Linked DNA regions of Mus musculus: all the other regions are linked to region 3. The links are chromatin contacts, called in public HiChIP or PLAC-seq and Micro-C maps. All regions are on one chromosome and are shown on one strand. The core of a region is the stretch at or near the end of the contact, and the rest is flanking DNA. Distances in the headings are between cores, read along the strand shown.

Region 1 (2,806 bases), core at 232-2,731, 340 kb before region 3:
ATAGGTAATGTTGAATAGTTTCCCAAAGTAATTGAATCACTTTGCATCAGCAGTGTATGTGATTTCTGGTTCTTCCGCCTGCCTGCCAACACTTGGCATTCTCTCAGGGTGAATTTTTAAATCCATTCGAGAGTGTTTCGAGATGAGAGAGAGGACAAGAACAAGGTCACAGGGAAGCTTGAGTTAAATACTTCAGTACTTTTACCTCTCAGGGAGTTTTCTGCAAGTCACTGCTGCATCCAGAGCTTGCTTTAAGCTCGACTTACAACACAGAAGCATTCACCTACTGGCCTGGGTTTTATGGCTCAGATAGTTCTTGCCTTAATCTTCAGCAGTAACCCAAGAGATAAAACCAGGAAAGTGGGTGTTGTCAGCTTCTAGAGAGGCCCCTTCATTACTGAAGCTCTAGGTTAAGGAAGTACACAGAGACAGGCAGTGACTTCGTGCATTTGAGGTCGGAAAGAATGAATGCACTGTGGCTTTGTTTTTTCTTTCTGCCAATGCCGGGGATGGAACCTAGAGCTTTGCGCATGCGGAGTGAGTGCTTTGCTGCTGAGCTACACTCCCAGCCCCCACGTTCTTTTTTTTAAATCACTTGAGACAGATGTCACTATTTACCAAGGCCAGAGTGTGAAATTGAAGCCAAGAGTCAGTGTAATGAATCTGTTTTCTTATTTTCACGGGGATGGGAATCTCTGGGTTGAGAAAAGTGTTGCTGTGTCTGGTCTGTCTCATCTTCTGCAGGTCCCTTCTATCTCACCAGAGGCATGCTCAGAATATTTGACTTGGCAAGAGTCTGTCCTTCATCCTTGTCACTTAGCCCTAATAATGGTGTCTTCTATTCTCCTCACAGGGATGAAGCTGAAATGGAGTATTTGAAGATAGCTCAGGACCTGGAGATGTATGGTGTGAACTACTTTACAATCCGGGTGCGTTGACTCCTTCCCCAGTTCCCTGGCTCTCAGAAAGACTGAGTCGAGGCCACACAGGCAGATGGGTCACTTCCTCATCCCAGGGTGCTTAGAGTCTTTATGGTTCAGTAGTAAAGAAGAAACGGGAAGACAAGGTCGAGAGCCTGGTTTCATTTGGGGCTTCGAATTAGATCAGAAATAGATCAAATTAAGTGTCATTGGTACCCTGAGGGACTCAGGCCCGGTTCTCTTCTTAGCAGAGACCTGTTGGAATGCTGGCCATGTAATGTTTGATTATTCCGGCCTCTTGGGAAATCCAAGGAGCACCTGGAAATAATGTCTTTCCCCGGGGCCCACTGCTCTTAGAGATTCCTAATTTGTTTGGGTGGAACTCTTGTTCTCACTGTGAGGCTAATTAGTTTTCTATTCAGACCATTAATGGTCTGCAGGCCTCCGGGAACCATGCCTCTGCAGAGAAAGGCATTTGTGTTCTGTTCAGGTCTGGCCCTAGAGCGTGTTTCTCGCTCGTTGGGGGATTTGGCTGCTGGCTGCGGTATTCATGGCTTCCTCCAGAGGAGCACATGCCAAGTACCGGGCTTTTCCTCACTGCTGGGTGGCGGGTGCCAGGAAGCTTGGCTACAGAGGAGTAGCCATTGAAGGTCAGCTGCAGCCATCCCCTGGACTATCCCACAAACTCTTTGCTTCCCCCTTTTGGGGTCCTACAGACAGCCTTTATGTTAACGTTGAGTAAATTGAATTAAGCATGATTTCAGTATTCTAGGATAGCTTTCTACTTAATTTGTTTCCTAAATGCAGGTTTTTGTGGATTTTTTTTTTTTTTTTTTTTTTTTGCATTAAAAATCAGGGCATAAGCCGGGTGTGGTGGTGCACGCCTTTAATCCCAGCACTTGGGAGGCAGAGGCAGGCAGATTTCTGAGTTCAAGGCCAGCCTGGTCTACAGAGTGAGTTCCAGGACAGCCAGGGCTACACAGAGAAACCCTGTCTCAAAAAAAACCCAAAAGGCTGGTGAGATGGCTCAGTAGCTAAGAACACTGACTGCTCTTCCAAAGGTCCTGAGTTCAGGAACCACATGGTGGCTCACAACCACCGGTAATGAGATCTGACGCCCTCTTCTGGTGTCTGAAGACAGCTACAGTGTACTTATGTATAACAATAAATAAACATCTTAAAAAAAACTTTAAAAACAAAACAAAAAACAAACAAACAAACAAAAAAACCAGGGCACACTGAAATGTACTACCACAATAAGCAAGGGCCTAAAAGATATTTTACTTGTAGCAGGACCTGAGTTCAAGTCCCAGCTCGTGGTTTGGGAGGCTCACAATTGCCTGACATTCCAGCTCCAGGGGATCTGAGGCCTGTGGATTCTGAGGGCACTTGCACTTATGTGCACAGACACAGAAATACGTAACTAAAAACCATCAAAATAAGAACAAATCTTTAAAAAAATAAGAATAAAAAAGAATGCAGAAGGTTGTTTCTCGTGTGTCATGAGGGCCAGTGAGATGGAGTAGTAGATAGGCAATTGCTGCCAGGCCTGACATGCTGAGTTCAGGTCATGGAATTCACACGGTGAAAGGAGAGAACTCTTGTTCTTACTGTACGGCACATGGTCCTATGATCTTCACATGTGTGCTGTGGCATAAGCATGCATTCACACAACACACACAAATTAGTAAGTATTAAATAATTAAAAGTTTTATTAGTTTGTGTTTGACATCTGTTTCTTTGAGGTTAGACTAATGCATTTCTGTGGTTTTGTCTCTTGCCCACCACCAACATTAATTGTTTAAAAGAAAAAAGCATTTGCAATCCTTAGAAAATGGATTTCTTGGGCTAGGCAGTGGTAACACACACTTTTAATCTGAGCACTC
Region 2 (2,795 bases), core at 99-2,598, 330 kb after region 3:
GCCCCAGCTCTCAGGAGCCCGACATCTGGATAGACTAGCTATAAGCTCCCTGAAGTCAAGCCAAAGCTAAGGGATGGTTTTGGAGGCCGAAGAGATAATGACAGCCAAAGGCAACACACGATGGTTGTGGACTAAGGCAATATTTAGTTATGGAACATAGATCACAACATTTTATAGATGCTAACTTTCCTACACCATAGTTACATAAAGAATATTCTTGATTTTAAGAAATTTGTACATTATCATGTGTGTGAGAAACTTATGCTCCTTTCATTCTGTAGGATCCAAAATTCTTTTCATTGGCCCTAGTCCTAGCAAAGCAGCTCTCCACCCTTGCCAGCTCCTATCACCAGAGCAGGTCCACTTTCCCCAGCAAGTCTCTCCACCTCCTCCCCATCACACTGCTTTGATGCTCCATACTGGTGTTTGCTGACCCACTCGGGCCCAGGGCTTCTCTGGAAAGGCTCCTCATAGGCCACCTGTTAGCCTGGCTCTAGCAGATGTTTCGAATGCATTTTCTTTCTCCCCTTCCCTCAAACACCCTTTGCACCTGCTGGACCAGAGCCTTGGGATATGCCTTCTGGCTACTGCCTTGATTCTCTTGGTGGAACTGGGCGACCTGCTCTTTGCCCACATATGCCACTGCAATCCAGCCATCTACGGGTATCTCTTGCTCAGCATCCACGACATCCATCTGTGTAACGAGGAGCCATGAAAAGAAGGAGGCAAGGGGAATAGAAGAGGCAGCCCGGGTCTGCCACAAAGCACGCAAGGTCAGGGTACGGGTACGGGAATGAGTGTGGAAGGGGCATGTGGCTGTCAGGTTTGCCAACTCCTGAAGGCTGGGAAGTAGTAGCATTCTGGGCTGTCAAGGGCTAGCTTCTGGATGAAGACAGCGGGGTCTATCCGAGGGTCATGGCAAGTTTAGGCGGGGCTGAGCTCACCAGCAGCAGGCGGCCACCCAGCAGAGGTTCCGGACCGTCTTCCGGACCGATTCTGACGCCCTCCAAAACCAAGGCGTCCTGCCGCGGCAGTTTCACATCCACTCGCACTGAGCGGGCTCCGCCCCGTCCCTCCCCGGTCGCCGGCTCGCTGCCGTCCGCCGCCGCTCCCGGGCCCATCAGGCCCAGCCACAAAGGCAGCAGAGGCAGCAGTAGCAGCAGCGGCGACGGCGGCGATGGGGGAGGGGGCGGCAACGAAGGCGACCTCAGCGCGGGGCGATCGGCAGAGCCCATGATCCGACCGGAGAGGTGGCGAGGCCGTAGTCTAAGGTCCCGGGGACCGGGAGAACAGAGTGAGCCAGGCCGCGCCGGACAGGGCGGGGCTCGGCACCGGGAGGGGCGGGGCCGCAGCCGGAGGGGGCGGTGCGGGGAGGGGGGGGCTGAGTTGGTGCTTGACAGCGAGAGCGCCTCCTGGTGGCTCCTGAGAAACCTAATGTAGGAGGCCTGAGGAGCTGCGATGGAGCAAATACCTTAGAGCCTTGGAGAGCTCACCAAGTTGTCTGTCAGTGGAGATAGGTGCGGTTGTCTCAGGATTGGAGAAATGTAGGGGCGAGGGAGGTATAAGGGTCTGGGCTGATTGACCTACGGTGTTGTCAAGGCTATGTCTCATCCTCCTCTGGGTCAGTGTTCTTTCATGGGATCAGCGAGCAGGCTGCAGAGAATCACAGAAAGCAGATGGGGAGACTGAGGCCATGGTTTTAAAGGAGCAGGGAGGAGGGCTGGGCACACGAAGCTGTACAAACCAGGCAGAGCCATAGTGGCACGGAGCACTGGGCTGTCCTCGCCTGTAAAATGGACTTGATCTAAACCTGCACTGCCTTGCTTCTAACATGATCGCCAGTGCTTACTGGAATGAGAAGGTTCCGCTTTTGTCCGAAAATTTGTCCTTCAGCCCAGAGGTTTGTGGTTGCTGGTAGCTGGCTCAATCTGAAACCTGAGCCTTTTACAAATTGTACCCTGATAAAAGGGCAAAGAGCTAATGAGCTGCAACACCCCCTCCCACTTTGTAATAAAATATTAAAATCTACAGAAAATAGAAACCTGGTTAGCCACCAGGATGCAATGACTAAAATATTCCCAGAAGGAGACAGAGATGTAGAGAAGAAGCTCGGCTGGCCTGCAAACAGGGAATTGACATAAAATCAGTCAGCACATATGTAAAATTGGTTGTCAGAGGAGGTATTGCACTTGGGGACCTGGGAGGAGGTGCTATGGCTTGCTCTTTGCTAAATCACAACAAAGTTAGGTACCACCGGGAAAAGACGTGAAATTGGACCCCTACTGCACCGTGCATAAGGAAAACCATGTGAATTAAAGACTCAAATACAACTTTAACATTTTAATAGAGAACACGATTTTGATGATTTCAAGTGCTTGAGAGCTGTTTGTTTGTTTTTTTGGTCTTGTTTTTTTTGTTTGTTTGTTTTTGTTTTTGTTTTTTTGTTTTTTCAAGACAGAGTTTCTCTGTGTAGCCCTGGCTGTCCTGGAGCTCACTTTGTAGACCAGGCTGACCTCCGACTCAGAAATTTTCCTGCCTCTGCCCCCCAAGTGCTGGGATTAAAGGTGTGCGCCACCACACCCGGCTTGTTTGTTTTTAATGACAGAAAAACTACATTATGATGGGCATGCCTGTAATCCCAGCACTTGGGAGGGTAAAGCAGGAGTTTGAGACCAGCCTATTATACAGTGAGACCCTCTTTAAAAAAAAAAAAAGATGTTAAATGACGTGTGTAGCAACTGGAGAGATGGATCAGTAATTAGAGCACTGGCTGCTCTTTCAGAAGATCTGGGTTT
Region 3 (2,700 bases), core at 170-2,669:
TTCAAAGAAAGTTCCAGAACAGACAAGGTGACACAGTGAGCCTTTATTTATCTCAAAATAAATAAAATATTAAAACTGCCAACCAGACTGGGCAGCTTGTGTCTCAGTGGTAGAGTTTTTTGGGGGGGGTAGGTGGGAGGTGGTGTTTCAAGATAGGGTTTCTCTGTGTAGCCCTGGTTGTCCTGGAACTCACTCTGTAGACCAGGCTGGCCTCAAACTCAGAAATCCACCTGCCTCTGCCTCCCAAGTGCTGGGATTAAAGGTGTGTGCCATCACTATCCAGCAGTGGTAGAGTTCTTGTCTATCATACATAAGACCCCAGCCCTGAGAGAGACAAAAATACAAACCAAATCAAACCAAGCCTGTCCAGTCTCTGCTGGCCTGTGTAACGCAGCTGCCTGGTAAAGCATCCACAAATCCTGTGCACACCCCAGGAAGGGCATGCATGGATCATCAGGAGATGCCCCTCGCTGGACAGCACTCACCCTGTACACAGAGGACCCATTGCTGTCCTATGCTCTAACATTCTTTTGTATGCTTCAGGACTCTTTTAATCGGAAGTTATGAAAAACAGTGTTTCTGGACTAAGCAATAGTCACATTTTAATTTTTTTCAAATGCACATATATTTTTGTAAAAGAAGAAAACTTTCTGGTGACTTAATGTCTCTCTGAACTTTCTAGGCTTGGCTTGGCTTAGTGCTAGTACATCTGCAAGGTGCTCAGATCAAGCCCCAGCACCTAAAAAAAGAAGCTTTGAACTGTGAATAATTTCCTGCAGTCCTGGGGGCAGGGGTAGGAACCAAACTCATGGCCTTGACTGAGCATGCTCAGCAAGTATTGCACCCCCAACCATACTCCCAGCTCACACCGCTCCCTTTGGAAGCCCATACTTAGTGATGGAGGTCTCACCCAGGCCAGAGTAGCCTCAAACTCACTCTGTAGCTCAAGATGACCTTGAACACCTGATCCGGCATCACTGCCTCCCTAATGCAGGAGTCACAGAGAAAAGTCTCCATGCCCTAAGAAAAACCGATGTGTCTGTCTGGAGTGCCTCTGCACAGGGGATTTGCTGCTTCCTCTGTTGATTTACACAGTCATTTATTAAAGTCAAAATAGATGCCTGTGGTGTTTACTTCATACCTGGGTTGCCATTCAGGACTGATGCGCTGACACTGCCAGTCTTTCAGAGATGGATGATCCTGTCTTTACATATAATCATCTCCTTAATAGCCCTGTGTCATACCATCTTTTCTAATTCTAAGAACAAATTTACATCCTACTTCATTTTTGTTGCTCAAATGAGTCCATTTTTGACATTGGCTTTTGTGGTGGTTTGAATGAAAATGGTGCTGATAGGCTCAGAGGGAGTGGCACTATTTGACAGGATTAGGAGACAAAGCCTTGTTGGAGTGGGTGTGGCCTTGTTTGGGGTGGGTGTGGCCACTGAGGGGTGGGCTTTGAGGTTCCAGAGGCCCAGGCCAGGCCCAGTGTCTCATTCTCCTCCTGCTGTCTGCCGATCCAGACATAGAACTCAACTATCTCTCCAGCATCATGTCTGCCTTCATCCTGCCATGTTTCCCACATGACAATAAGGACTAACCCCTCTGAAACTGTAAGCTGGCCCCAATTAAAGGTTTTCCTTTATAAGAGTTGCTGCGGTCATGGTGTCTCTTCCCAGCAATAGAAACCCTGACTAAGACAGCATGCTTTTGGTGAACCCCTCTGCCCATAAAAACCATCTTCATGGGTTTTCTTATTGGTAATGTCATCATTTTGGTTTTTAAGAAATCTGTGCTTTCTCCTCTATAGGGACCCCACCCTCATCACTGTATGCAGTCATGTGTGGCATAAGGACATCCTGGGCAATGGCAGACAGAGTGTGTCAGTGGTCCCAGGGAATTAGGATGGAACTGAAATTTTCCTATTGCCTAATTATATCATGGTCATCATACCATCACTGTACAATGCATTAGTCAACTGTTTGGGCTGGTGCTGCTGTCAACAGACCTGCTGTGCCACAATGGTACATGCAGATCTATGCAGTGCGGAGTGTTCCTGGGGCTGGCTTACTGTTCACACCCTGTGGGTGGCACACCCAGGGCTTCCCATGTGCTAGGCAAGCTCTCTCCCACTGAACTGCATCTCCAGCACACACACCTCTCTTTTTTCATATTAAATCAGGTCTCACTAAGTTGCCCAGGCTAGACTCGAACCTGTAATCTCCCTGCTTTAGTTTCTTGAGTCGCTGAGACTGCAGGCGTGTGCCACTATAGTCAGCTGGGATTACTTTTTCTTATAGTTTTTAAAAATAACTGCATGTTGGAGTTATGAATTTCTTCCTTCCTTTGTTTTTGTTGTTGGCGTTTTGTTTTGTTTTGTTTTGTTTTGTTTTGTTTTGTTTTGTTTCTTCTTGAGCTCTGACTTTCCTGGAACTTGCTCTGTAGACTGGGTTGGCCTTGAACTCAGAGATAGGCTTGCCTCTGCCTCCTGAATGCTAGATGTGCGTGTTGCAGCTCTGCAGGGAAAGGCTTCCCCTACAGAAGTGTCACAGCTTTGCTTCAGCTGCAGCACAGCAAAAGCTCTGCTCAAGTGTTGCCACTTTACTCAGAGAGCTATCCTGGCAGTCAGGAGCCAAGGACTACCACAAAGTCACACCACACAACAAACCTCACACAAGAGACTTACTGGGAGGGGAAAAC

Evidence for each region. A called contact is a pair of places that touch in the nucleus more often than the background predicts. HiChIP or PLAC-seq counts read pairs in DNA pulled down with a chosen protein or histone mark.
Region 1: an H3K27ac HiChIP or PLAC-seq map of embryonic stem cells shows a contact between it and region 3, with 2.7 times the contacts expected there. The contact joins two enhancer-like sites. A contact is called at or near these places in 1 of 15 datasets of contacts at CTCF or cohesin (large pre-B cells), 2 of 484 Hi-C or Micro-C datasets (bone marrow-derived macrophages and nephron progenitors), 4 of 115 datasets of contacts at active chromatin or transcription factors (embryonic stem cells and stem cell-derived neural progenitor cells) and 1 of 9 other capture datasets (embryonic stem cells).
Region 2: a Micro-C map of embryonic stem cells shows a contact between it and region 3, with 2.9 times the contacts expected there. The contact joins the promoter of Rnf215 here to the enhancer-like site in region 3. A contact is called at or near these places in 11 of 39 promoter capture datasets (the C10 cell line, the HPC-7 cell line, embryonic stem cells and 5 more), 7 of 484 Hi-C or Micro-C datasets (the AML12 cell line, the HL-1 cell line, bone marrow-derived macrophages and 4 more), 4 of 115 datasets of contacts at active chromatin or transcription factors (acute myeloid leukemia, embryonic stem cells, large pre-B cells and 1 more) and 4 of 9 other capture datasets (adipose tissue, embryonic stem cells, liver and 1 more).

What each region holds. Positions count from the first base shown.
Region 1 is chr11:4,801,801-4,804,606 of GRCm38.p6, reverse strand. It overlaps Nf2 (neurofibromin 2), which reads left to right. Exons shown (of 17, transcript NM_001252250.1): 7 at 854-929. Among named protein-coding and RNA genes, the nearest start is that of Nf2, 46 kb to the left of the region's middle. Within about 2 kb of position 1,481, at least 95 of the 459 cell types and tissues checked have an H3K27ac peak or open chromatin away from gene starts, as enhancers often do. A contact at or near this core is called in embryonic stem cells, where this site is marked.
Region 2 is chr11:4,133,713-4,136,507 of GRCm38.p6, reverse strand. It overlaps Rnf215 (ring finger protein 215), which reads right to left and starts at 1,348. Exons shown (of 9, transcript NM_027859.3): 1 at 945-1,348; 2 at 551-694. The coding sequence starts at 1,235.
Region 3 is chr11:4,463,095-4,465,794 of GRCm38.p6, reverse strand. No RefSeq gene overlaps it. Among named protein-coding and RNA genes, the nearest start is that of Hormad2, 23 kb to the right of the region's middle. Within about 2 kb of position 1,419, at least 5 of the 459 cell types and tissues checked have an H3K27ac peak or open chromatin away from gene starts, as enhancers often do. A contact at or near this core is called in embryonic stem cells, where this site is marked.